Regions from separate parts of the Rattus norvegicus genome. Here region 2 is linked to region 1. A link is a contact called in public Hi-C data. All regions are on one chromosome and are shown on one strand. Each heading gives the region's core, a stretch centred on a gene start, on an enhancer-like site or on the middle of the called end of the contact. The rest is flanking DNA. Distances are from core to core; before and after follow the strand shown.

The links. A called contact is a pair of places that touch in the nucleus more often than the background predicts.
Region 2: a contact with region 1 is called in a Hi-C map of Schwann cells, with 1.8 times the contacts expected there. The contact joins the promoter of Galnt2 here to the enhancer-like site in region 1. A contact is called at or near these places in 2 of 12 Hi-C or Micro-C datasets (the A7r5 cell line and Schwann cells).

The regions. Positions count from the first base shown.
Region 1 is chr19:69,065,533-69,071,048 of GRCr8, forward strand. No RefSeq gene overlaps it. Among named protein-coding and RNA genes, the nearest start is that of Galnt2, 42 kb to the right of the region's middle. Within about 2 kb of position 3,464, at least 64 of the 93 cell types and tissues checked have an H3K27ac peak or open chromatin away from gene starts, as enhancers often do. A contact at or near this core is called in the A7r5 cell line and Schwann cells, where this site is marked.
Region 2 is chr19:69,107,672-69,113,187 of GRCr8, forward strand. It overlaps Galnt2 (polypeptide N-acetylgalactosaminyltransferase 2), which reads left to right and starts at 2,986. Exons shown (of 16, transcript NM_001106196.2): 1 at 2,986-3,237. The coding sequence starts at 3,115.

The sequences.
Region 1 (5,516 bases), core at 2,214-4,713:
TAAATTACAGTAATCCGTCCCCGTTCTCTCCAAGACAGAAAAGGTCTTGCATCTCTAACCCCTGACTCCTCTCGGTAACATTTCTCCTGGAGTCCATATTCATCACTTGAGGACTCTGTCCACTGAGAAGGTGAGGCTGCAGGAGTTGTCAGGAGAGCCTTCTTATTACGTGAAAGCCCACACTGACATGGGTGTCCTGGCCCTCTGAGGGGCATGGTGCTCTCTGTGTGGATAAAAAGCGCACTATGCCAGGACAGAAGAAACCATAGTCCTTGGTGGCCTGAGTTTCACTTTCCGTTAATAGCTGAACGGAAATGGGTGAATTGTCAGATACATTTCAATCAGTCCTGAAATTACAGCAACGGTCATGATTTAGAACACCCTCCTCTGAGTGAAGGATTACAGTGGAAACCTGTGTGTGCTGCAAATGTGCGTCCATGCACGCATGTGTGGGCACACGTGAACGCAGGTTACGAATAAGTCTGAGGCACACATGGAAGTGTAAGCACACATGTACACGCATGCGTGTGTGTTCCTCGGCCTTAGATGCCCATAATTTTATTCCCATTTTTATGATGCCTAAAGTGAGGCTGTGAGAACGGTGTCGTCAGGAAGCGGGACTTGGAGGACACACGCGACAGAGCCGGCCGGCACACAGGCTCTGTGCTGCCCGGATCCTCCACCAGGCACTCTCTCCCTCCGACCTTAGCTCTGTACAGACCCTCATGGCTTTACCCTAGAGCTCAGGGTAAAGTCAGAGCCAGTGCAGTCCGTGTCTCCATCTCATGCACCTGTGGGGCTCCTCAACTAAAGCGGCTGCCTGCGCAGCCTGGAGACCGGCCTGGAGCTGCTCTACTGGAACAGCGTAGCGGTAGCGGCACACTGGGCCCTTCCTTCCTGCCTTGTGCCAGCTTCTCTTTAGGTCCCTCGTGCACTTTGACCTCCTCATCTTCCATCTGCTTCCTGGTCCTGGTCTAGCTGCATGAAGGACAAACCCTTTCCTGGAACTGGGCTTCTGTTCTCAGTCAGATGGGCCCAAGGTCAGAGCCCTACTTCCTAGAACAATCCTCCCTCCCTCCCTCTCTCCCTCCTTCCCTTCCTTCCTCCATTTTTTGGAGATCTCACCCTATAACCCAGGCTGGCCTGAAACTCACCATGTAACTCAGGAGAGCCTCAAATTCAAAGCAATCCTCCTGCCTCAGCCACCGGAGTGCCAGAATTACAGAGCGCAGTCACACCAGCACCGATCTCTTTCATGGGGGCTCCGCTTTCATAATCTACACTTCAATCCAATCGCCAGGGAGAGGCTCATCAATACGAAGGTGAGGGGCATCACCACCCAGGTCGTAGCCCGGGCTCCACCGGTCACATCCGGATAGCCTGCAATAATCTTAGCTCTGGTTCCACCTCCAGGGTCTTTCCTGCCCCATAGCACAACACGGGGAAAGTTTTAGGGACCAGACTGCGAATCCCGATGAGGTGGCCTCCCTGCCTGTCACCACCCTCACTGTGAAAGAGTTACATCTGAGAGGACAGTTGCTTCAGTGTTAGGCTGCAACGTAACTCAAATGCGAAGCAGTGGGAGCAGCCCAATCTCATGTCGGAAGGACAATTCCCCAGCTGGCTTTTAGGATGGGATGCGCTAGGCAGCCATTTAATGGCAGGGCCAGTGAGACACTCGGCAGATGAGGATGCTACTGAGCCTCGTGATCTGAGTTCAGTTCCCAGGACCCATGTGGTAGAAGGCGAGAACTGACTTCCACAAGCTGTCCTCTGCTGTCCACACGTCTGTATGTCATACATACATGTTGCATGTGTGAGCATACACAAATACACACACACACACACACACAAAATTTAAAAGTAAATAAAAAAAGAAACTTAGCTGCACATGAGTGTCTGTGGAACGAATGTTTCTATGCGTGATGCAAGAAAGCACGAATGCTATTTATCTAAAGAAAGACTATAGATTGATATTGTAGGCAGCACACGATCTGTACACGTAGGAATATTTATAAGTGCTATGTTTGTCTGTTTTCTGTGTCTGTGGTTTGTCTGTTGCCAGTAATATTGTCTCAGAGCAGGAGAGCCATAAAGAAAACGTGTTCACTGTGTGCATGCTTCTAGGGGTCAGAGTTGAGGGGCTGAATGTGGAGATGGCGTTTTGATGGCAGAATCCCCGAGACATGGCAGGGTGTCACAGGGTAGGAGACAAGAAGGACTAAGGCGTATGCCTGGGTCTTGCTCCCTCCGCTGGGCCACTCAGATTCAGTTGAGCTGCCCAACCAGGAAGCCTTTTGCCCTGATCAGCTCCCAGATGGAATCTCTACCTCATGGGGGTGAGGGTGGGGGTGGGGGCGTTGGGAGGGGTTAGATGGCAACACATGAAGCCCCAGACGCCCAGAGCAGAGCAAATGCACACAGGGTCTCAGGAAGAGACACAGCTGCCGTTGCCTACAGTAGCTGTCCAGGGGGAAGGCGAGTCTGGAGGATAGGGTACCACAGTGAGGTGGCACAGAGGGCCCAGGTGTAGGGCTGGCTACTCTGGTCCGGTCCTAGCCACGCCCTTCAGAAGGGGATCCCATGTGCCTTAGTCTCTCCCTCACTCCTTCAGCAGATGGAAGGGCAACGCTGGCCTTCTGACAAGCCTCTCTCGGGCTGCTCAGAGGAAAAAATGGAGTAATATACAGTGGGGGGCTGGCACAAGGCCCAGCATGGTGTTTTTATGACAAGCTGTTCAAGAATAAGTGGATGAACCATAAGTGGGGGCGCATGCTCGTTAACCAAGCACTGGGGGGGTACAAGCGGGAAGGCCAGCAGTTCAGGGTCATCCTTAGTGTCATAGTGAGTCTGGGACCACATAAGACTAGCTCAAAAATCAGGAACAGCCAGAACCCCAAATACCACATGGATGGAATGTAGATGGTGCTGGTCCGTGTGAAAGATAGAGCCACATCTCAGTGCCCACAAGTCCTGTGGAGATCTTCTGGGCTTCTTGATGTTGCCTCTTCTCAGAGCAAAGAAGGAGGTAATGTATGGGTCAAGTCCCCCTAGGTCTGCAGGAGTGAGGCCTTGGGGAGCTGGGTCCAGCCAAGCATGGCCCCCTCGCCTTGGGTCTAGTGGCTTTTCTGCAGACTCATCCGCGGACGCAGCCATCTTGTGGAGGAAGCACTCCTAAGCCCTGTTGCTCATCCACGGGGTTCCCTCAGAGCCTGAGCAGCTGAATGGCTGGGAGCCAGGGATGGTTCCGAGCTCTGTTTTCCCTCGTGATCTCCCTCATCCAACCTCAGGTGTGAGAGCTGGAGCCGCCTGGACCAGGTCTGGACCCCTGGACCCCGCCTCTCGTCTGCAGCTGGGAAATCGCTAATCTTCACCAGTTGTCCCAGGAGCCCTGAGTCACTTTGGGCTGGAGCCATTTTCCAGAGCTCAGCCTCACAGAAACACAAGAGGCTTCTCAGAGGGAGCTGTGATGAGATGCCAAGGCAAGCTCTGGGCCAGGATTCTGGGAAAGGAAAATTCAGACCTCCCCATGACTAACCGAACCGGAAGCCGAGGGAGGAAATAGTGAATTTGTACTAAATCTCTGCGCTTGGAGCCGCGCTCTTGTGTCATTCTCCAAGCTGCCCTCGGCAGGCAGGCGCGGGGGGGGGGGGGGGGGGGGGGCACCGAGCCTGAAGAATTTCTCCTCTCTCTAGCTCCTGATTTCTTACTTTTCTCCTAAAAGGTCAAGCACAATGGTCAAGCCTCCTCCAGAAATATCTGCCTTCCACACGGTGTCTGAAATGTCACTGCCAAAAATGAGAGAAGCTGTGGACAGTGGGATCCTGGTGGCAGTCCACCCACACAGACCCTGTCACGATCCTCGCAGAAGTAAATGCCTTACTCCCTGTAGGTAGGGTGTCTGCTGCCTTGCATCCCACCTTTTGACAGCATATATTCATCAGACCCGTGGTGAATTATTTATCGAGAGTGAAGTGGGAGCAACATGATTATAAGGAGATAGTACGTGTATAAATAATCCTTTCCTCCCTCTTCCCCTCAACAAGGTTCCTCTGTGCAGCTCTGGCTGTCTGTCCTGGACCTCATTCTGTAGACTGGGGTGGCCTCGAACTCAGAGATCTGCTGGCCTCTGCCTCCCAAGTGCTGGGATTAAAGGGTGTATGCCAGCACTGCCCAGCTCCCCCCCCCCCCTTTAAGGACAGACTGATTTCAAACTCACAAACCTCCTGCATCAGCTTCTGGAGTGCTAGGATTACAGACCTGAGCCACCGTGCTCAGCATCCTGGGGCTTTATAGATGTGCCAATCCACCCATCACCTGCCAGGATCTGTAGTCAGCTGATGCACAGATCCTGGAGAAGCCTGTGTCCTAGGCAAGCGATCTGAGGCTCAGCTTCCTCATTTGGATGCTAGTCCTCCTCTGTGATGCTGCCTGGTGGGGCTGAGAACTGGGTTTTGCTGATTCCCAGCTAACAGACCGTGTAGGGGTTAATATTCGCTGTCAGTTTCACAGGTTTTGGGATCACCATGGTAACTATCACCATGGTAACTACCCATGGACTTGACTGTAAGGGTGAGCATCGGTTTTTCTGCTTCCTGATGCAGTGGAACCGAACTCCTCAAGCCCCTGCCGCCATGCCTTCCCCACTGTGATTGACTGTGGCCTCCTAAACTGGGAGCCAGACTAGAACCTTCCTTCCTCAAGTTACCTTCTTCAGATGTTCGATCATAGCGACAAGGAAAGTGACCGATAAAAATGGGCAGCCCTACTGAGGGCTAGCCCTTGCCTCCGTGCACTGACCAAAGGCTAGCCCTAGCTAGCTTCATGGTAACAATATACGATTCATAACGAAGCCTGTTTCAAACCTAAGTCTCCCCTACCCCAGCTCAGGTAACACGTGGCTCATGTCCACCTCTGCTGTCAGGCGCCCCTAGAGCCCTCAGAGAGATGGTTTGGAAGAGTTAACAGCGCTTTCAACCACTCAACGCCTGATGAGCCACTCGAGAAGCTGTTTTTCCTCTTGACAGATGAGCAATGGCCAATGCTATTTTTGGTCCCCTTCCCAATGTTTGCCTAGCATTAGTAAATCACTGCTGTTTATCCCAGGGTCCTGCCGTTGTTTTCTTTGGAAGCTCTGGGTTGTGGATTAGATAGAAGGCGACAGAGGCCTGCGTCCAGGGGGTGCTCTATGCAGCGCAGACTGTCAAGACTAATGGGCGGCCCTCTGGCCTCAGAGTTCTGCTCTGCAGAGGCTTGAGTCCCAGGGATGACTCAAGCTCTCACTGGACAGCAACACAGCTTTGGCTTCTGTGTTTCATAGTATCCACGTTGGTTTGCCTAGGGAGGTACGGTTTGTAGTGAAAATACAGTCTTGCCTACATTGGCTCATTTTAGAGCCAGGATGCTTTTCCTGTCAAACCCTGCATGACTGCCGCTGTCGCCTTCAGTACTCAATGTCCCAGAGCCCCATACATGGCAGGTGCCATGAGTTCCACTACCCAGTCTAGGTACCTGAT
Region 2 (5,516 bases), core at 1,736-4,235, 42 kb after region 1:
GTGGAAGTGTGTGTGTCATGGTATGCAGGTGAAGACTAGAGGATAACTTCTTGTGTGGGCTTGCACCTTCTACCCTGCTGGGGATTTGGTTTCTTTGTTGCTAGCTGGCCTGCAACCTTCTCTGAATTCTGCTGTCTCTATCTCCCACCTCATCAGAGGAGCAGCTGTGAGTCCAGTCACGCACTGCCTCGTCGGATTTCCTGTGGGTCTGGGGATCTGAACTCAGCTCCTTACACTTGCGTAGCAAGCACATTATCCACTGGGGCACTGAGGCACCCAGACCTTCTACTGGCTTAAGTAAGAGGAATCTAGTACAAGTGCTAAGGCATGTTTCAGTTATTCCACACCATTTTCCCAAGGTGTGTGGAAGTCACCTTTGATGTGTAGTGTTGACGTTTCCTTTACTCCTGGAGTATTTAGTTTCCAGATGAAAATTGTGGAAAGATGTCTGTTAAACTGGAAAGTACTCTTGAGCGGTGATGATGCTGGGCTCAAATCCAGAGTCTTGCTCACGATAGGTAAGAACTTAGCCCTGAGTTACATCCCAGCAGAGATTAACACTTTCTGGGGGGGAAGGGGGTGGAGGATGAGAGTGTTGTTTTGAGACAAGGTTTCTCTATGTAACCTTGGCTGTCCTGGAACTCTCTCAATAGACCAGATTGACCTTGCATTTAGAAATCACTTGCCTCTGCCTCCTGCTTGCTGGCATTAAAGGTGTGTGTCACCTCCGGCTCAGATGTTAACACTTTAATATCAGTTTTGCTTTACTTTTGAAGTCTCCTTCTCAGTACCTCTAATACAATGGACTTGGCTCCTCTTTCCTGGCTCTCAACAACTTCTACTGAACCTTTTTACTTGTTTTTCTCATCTTCAATCTCCTCCCCATCCTCCCCATTTCACACGTGAATAGTGTGCATGTGTATATGCATGTGTGATTGTGTCTGTGTGCAAAGACCATGTCCTTATTGGTGGGGATAGGTCAGACATGTATACATGTGTGTGGAGACCAGAGGTTAGTTAACCTGTGGTGTGATCTTTGATAGCTCTCCACCTTATATACTGAAGCAAGGTCTCTTACACCAAAGCTTGCTGGTTCTTGGCTTGTTGAGGTAGCCAGCTTGCCCCAGAGACTACCTCCCATGCACTGTCCCACTGGTAGGCTAGCAAGACTACCCACATTTTAGGTGTGTTTCTGAGGTTCTAACTCCTGGTCCTCACTTGCATGGTAAGTACTTTAACTGCTGAGCCATCTCGCCAGACTATTATTTCTTCTTCTCCTCCTTCTTCTTCCTCTTCTTCCCCATCTTCTCTGTCTTCTTCTTCTTCTTCTTCATCATCATCATCATCATCATCATCATCACCACCACCACCACCACCATCTTCTTTTTCCTCCTCCTTGCTCTTTTCTGTCTCTTTGTCTCTGTCTCTGTCTCTCTGTCTCTTTCTGTCTCTTTCTGTCTCTCTCTGTCTCTCTCTGTCTCTCTCTGTCTCTCTCTGTCTCTCTGTCTCTCTGTCTCTGTCTCTGTCTCTGTCTCTCTCTCTCTCTCATTTATAACAATATTCCTGGCTCAGCCTCCTAAGTGTTGAGATTACAGGTGACACAACCACCATCAGTCAATGTGTGTGTTTGGGGGTTGGGGGGGGGAGAATAATCAGATGAAATGTTAGGATTCCTTTTCCACACTCAGGATATGACTAATTTTTGTTTTCATTTTGCAGAAGCAGTTTTGCTAGCCTTGACTTCTCAGATAGGAAGCATTTAGGGGCAGGGCTCTGTGTGGGGACTTTCTCTTCTGTCCTCTGCAGTTTTAGTTTTCAACAGATGATGCTGGGGGAGGGGCCGCTCTTCTCTTTCATGTTCTTTGGGTTTGTCCTGCTTCCTCTTCACTCCCTTCACTACCAGGCTTCTGAGGGGCAACGATTGTTCCCACTTATCTGACTTTCCTCCAGAGTCTGGGCGTTTTCAAACCTGTCATCTCTTCACTATTTTACAAATCTCTTCTCTGGTCAGTACAGTGTTTAGATTCTAGTACTTATAATGTGACAAGCCTGTCTTCTCTGAAGGGCATCTGCAGGAATCGGGTATCTGGTGGGACTGAGTGGCTCTTCCTCCTCACTTCTGAGAAGTCCGAAGTTCAGGTGAGGCTCAAAATCCTAGTAGCCAAAGGCTTGCTGTGCCCTTTGTTCAGAATTGGGCAGACTACCGCCCTGGGAGTCCGTTCCTCTTGCAGTCTGTGCAGATCTGAGAAATATTTGCAGGCTCTCAAGTACTGGAAATTCTTTTCCAGACACAGGAACTTAAAGAGTCACAAGGGCACGGACAAGGTTACAGTCACCAGAGCTGCTGTCAGAGAACTCACTGCCTGCTCTATGAAGTGGGTTACTCTGCTCACCTCATTCCTTCAAGAAAGCAACCAATAGAACATGAACAGATTTAAAAACATAAATTACCATCATTCTCCCCTCTTTTTCATGTTTATTTTAAACCATCACCATTTTGCTCTTAAGAGCAGGCACCGTCATCCTCACAAGTTCCTTGAAATCTACCTTCCCTGTCTTAGTCTTGTTCAGATAGCAGGGCAGTGCGTGCCCATCATCCCACGACTCAAGACTCTGATGCAAAAGGAGTGCTGAGAGTTTGAGGTCAGCTTGGGCTGGATGGTGAGTTCGAGGCCAGACTGGGTTATAGAATGAGACCTTGTATTAAAAATAAAAAGCGAAAATAAAAATAAAAACCCAAGAACCCACTATTGCCCAAATAGTAAATGACATGGACGGTGAGCCAGGGCGACCTCTGCAGACTGGACCATTCCGGGTCTTTGGGGAACCGCGCGCACGCTCCCGCGGTCTCCACCTGCCACTCCCGGGGGCGCGCAGTGGGCGGGGAGCCGCTGCCATGGAGACTCGGCCCCGCCCCCGCGCCCGCCCCTAAGCGTCGATTGGTCGCCCTTTGCTCCCTGACCCCGCCGCCGGGCCGCCGCTTCCTGCCGGGCGCCGAGCGCCGAGCGCCGCCCGCCGAGCGCCGCGTCTTCCCGCGCCGCCGCCCCGAGCTCCGCCCGCCGCGCGCTCCGCCCGCCGCGCCGCCAGGCTGCCCGGCGGCCGCCCAGAGCGAGGATGCGGCGGCGCTCGCGGATGCTGCTGTGCTTCGCGCTGCTCTGGGTGCTGGGCATCGCCTACTACATGTACTCGGGGGGCGGCTCCGCGCTGGCCGCGGGCGGGGGCGGCGCCGGCAGGAAGGTGAGTGCCGCGAGGCCTGTGCGCCGACCCGGGCCTGCAGCGGGGAGGCGCCGTGCACGGAGAGTGCTCCCCGGCTCCGGGCAGCACCCGCGGGGACCCTGGCCCGGACGCGCGCCTCAAGTTTTCTCCGGGCCCTCAGGCCAGAGGCGCGAGCCCCGGCCCTGCCCCGCTCACCCGGGGCTCTGGGTGCAGCGACTTGCCTCCCGCACGCGGGGCGCGGGCACCGGGAGCCAGGTACCGCCCTGCGCCAGGATCTTGGGGGCTGTTATCGCGCTGGCGACACTGTGCTCCACTCCCTGTGCCGGGATCGCTGGGACAACCCTTCCGCCGGACTCCCTACCCCCTGCTCTGCACTCCGCCCAGCTCGCCCCAGAGCCACACTCCCTGCTCCGGGATCTTGGGGATCATTGTCACCCGAGACCCGGTGCTCCCCGAGCCACATTCCCCCCAACTGGGACCCGCGATCCTCGCGTCTTGCGCCCAGATCTTGGGGATCTCGGTCGGGCTGGAACTGTGGTGCTCCAGCGACCAGAGGCATGATTCTGCCTGATGCTCCTCATCCTGCACCCGGGCAGTGAGGACGGACTGTCGTCCTGCCAGACCTCCCCTCCTACTTATTACACTGCCCACCTCGGCCCTTGGCCCCTCATGGCGGCGGGAACTGCCTACCCTTTTGCGCTTGCATTTCCTAGCCCTAAGTCCCTCCTCGGTGTGTTGTGTCTGATGGGTTCTGTGGTGAGGCCGTGGGAACCTCGGGTCGCTTAGAACTTACAGGTTCTGATTCGGCAGTCGTCTCGGCTGTGTGAGGTCCTTGCCTTGGTTGGTGGTGTCTGCTCTAGGATTCTCTCCGGAAGGGGTTTGTAATGTTTTACGCTTCAAAATGTAGTTATCTTTCCCAAAAATTTGTAGCCCTCCTCACTTGGTTTTGAGTAACACTACATGACCAGAAAAGAATGGAAATAGACCACGGCCGAGGGAGCCAGAGGGTAGGGTCTTGAGTAGGATGATCGTCCATGAGCCGACTTTACCCCTAGTTAGCCGGCCAATGTCAAAGGCACATGGCTGACTCCCCTTTTCTCTGGCATCTTCAAGTTATTCCTAGCCACAGTTACGGAGGGAGGGAGGTGGAAGTGTCTTTTTGGCTCTGGAAGAAGTGCATGCTTCATTTTTTATTTTCAGTAGCGAAAGTGGAAACAGTGTTTCCCTGTGCTTGGCTTGTGTGGAGTTGACAGACTCTCAGCCCTGCTTTCTGAATGGTTGGTGTGTTGGGAGCCCCTGTTAGTTTTTAAGTCTAGTGTGCCTGGTGGCAGCGGCCGGTTTTTTGAGAACCATCGTGACTCTGAGCAAGTGTGGTCTGTACCAACTTTGCATCCCCAGGAGACTTCCCTCATCTTGGGAATAGCCTGGCTGCTGACAGTGCTTTTTCTCATCCACACAAAGAAAAAGCAAACCCAGGAAGCCCGGGACCGGCATGGGTTTGTGGAGAGGTACCTGTGGCATCAGAATCCCAAAGATGTCGTCACCCTACCTCTGGGGGTGTCTGTTGGCAAGCAGTTGGCTGGTCTCCCCATTAAAGTCCTCTGGATTCCTCTGAGGTCTAAGCTTTAGGTTTGAAGAATGCCTGAGACCTCTTTGTGATCTGATAGAGACTATGAGGACCTGGAGTTCTGCTGTCAGTGAGCCATAGACTGTAGTCCTGGCTCCGAGTATCACGGTTCAGTGATCTGCTGGGCAAGGAAGTGGTGTGTAAACCGCAGTAGATTTTGACATTTCAGTAGTGGTCCCATTGATGTAGCAAGGTGGATCCTGAGAGAAGCTGAGGATGCCCCCAAACCGTGGAGTGCCGTCTTGAATCCCTTAGTGGGTTTGAACCCTGGAAGGCTCCCCACATTCAGTTCATCCTCTTGATAAGAGAGAAAATATGGGATTCCTTTAGTGGGTACAACCTGAGTGTAAGGATAAGGCATGCGTCAAGACTGAAAGCGTGTGGATTCTCTAGCGGTAAGTAGACGGGCATTCCTTCTCACGGTCGGTACTGATCGCACGGACTCTTCTTCTGTCTTTAGTTAGTTCTTCATGCTCTGCTGTTTTATTCCCCAGGGGCCCCAGGCTCCAGGATTGTGCTTTGGGGATTGTCTGAGGGCACCCTGTTAGGATTTTTGCTGCTTCAGCAGAGAGGCCAGCCTGCTAAACAACAGCTCTGAGAACTGCTGTTCAGAACTGCTGTTCTCCATTTAGCAAAACCCAGGAAGTCAGCTCACCTCAGACTACAGACTGAA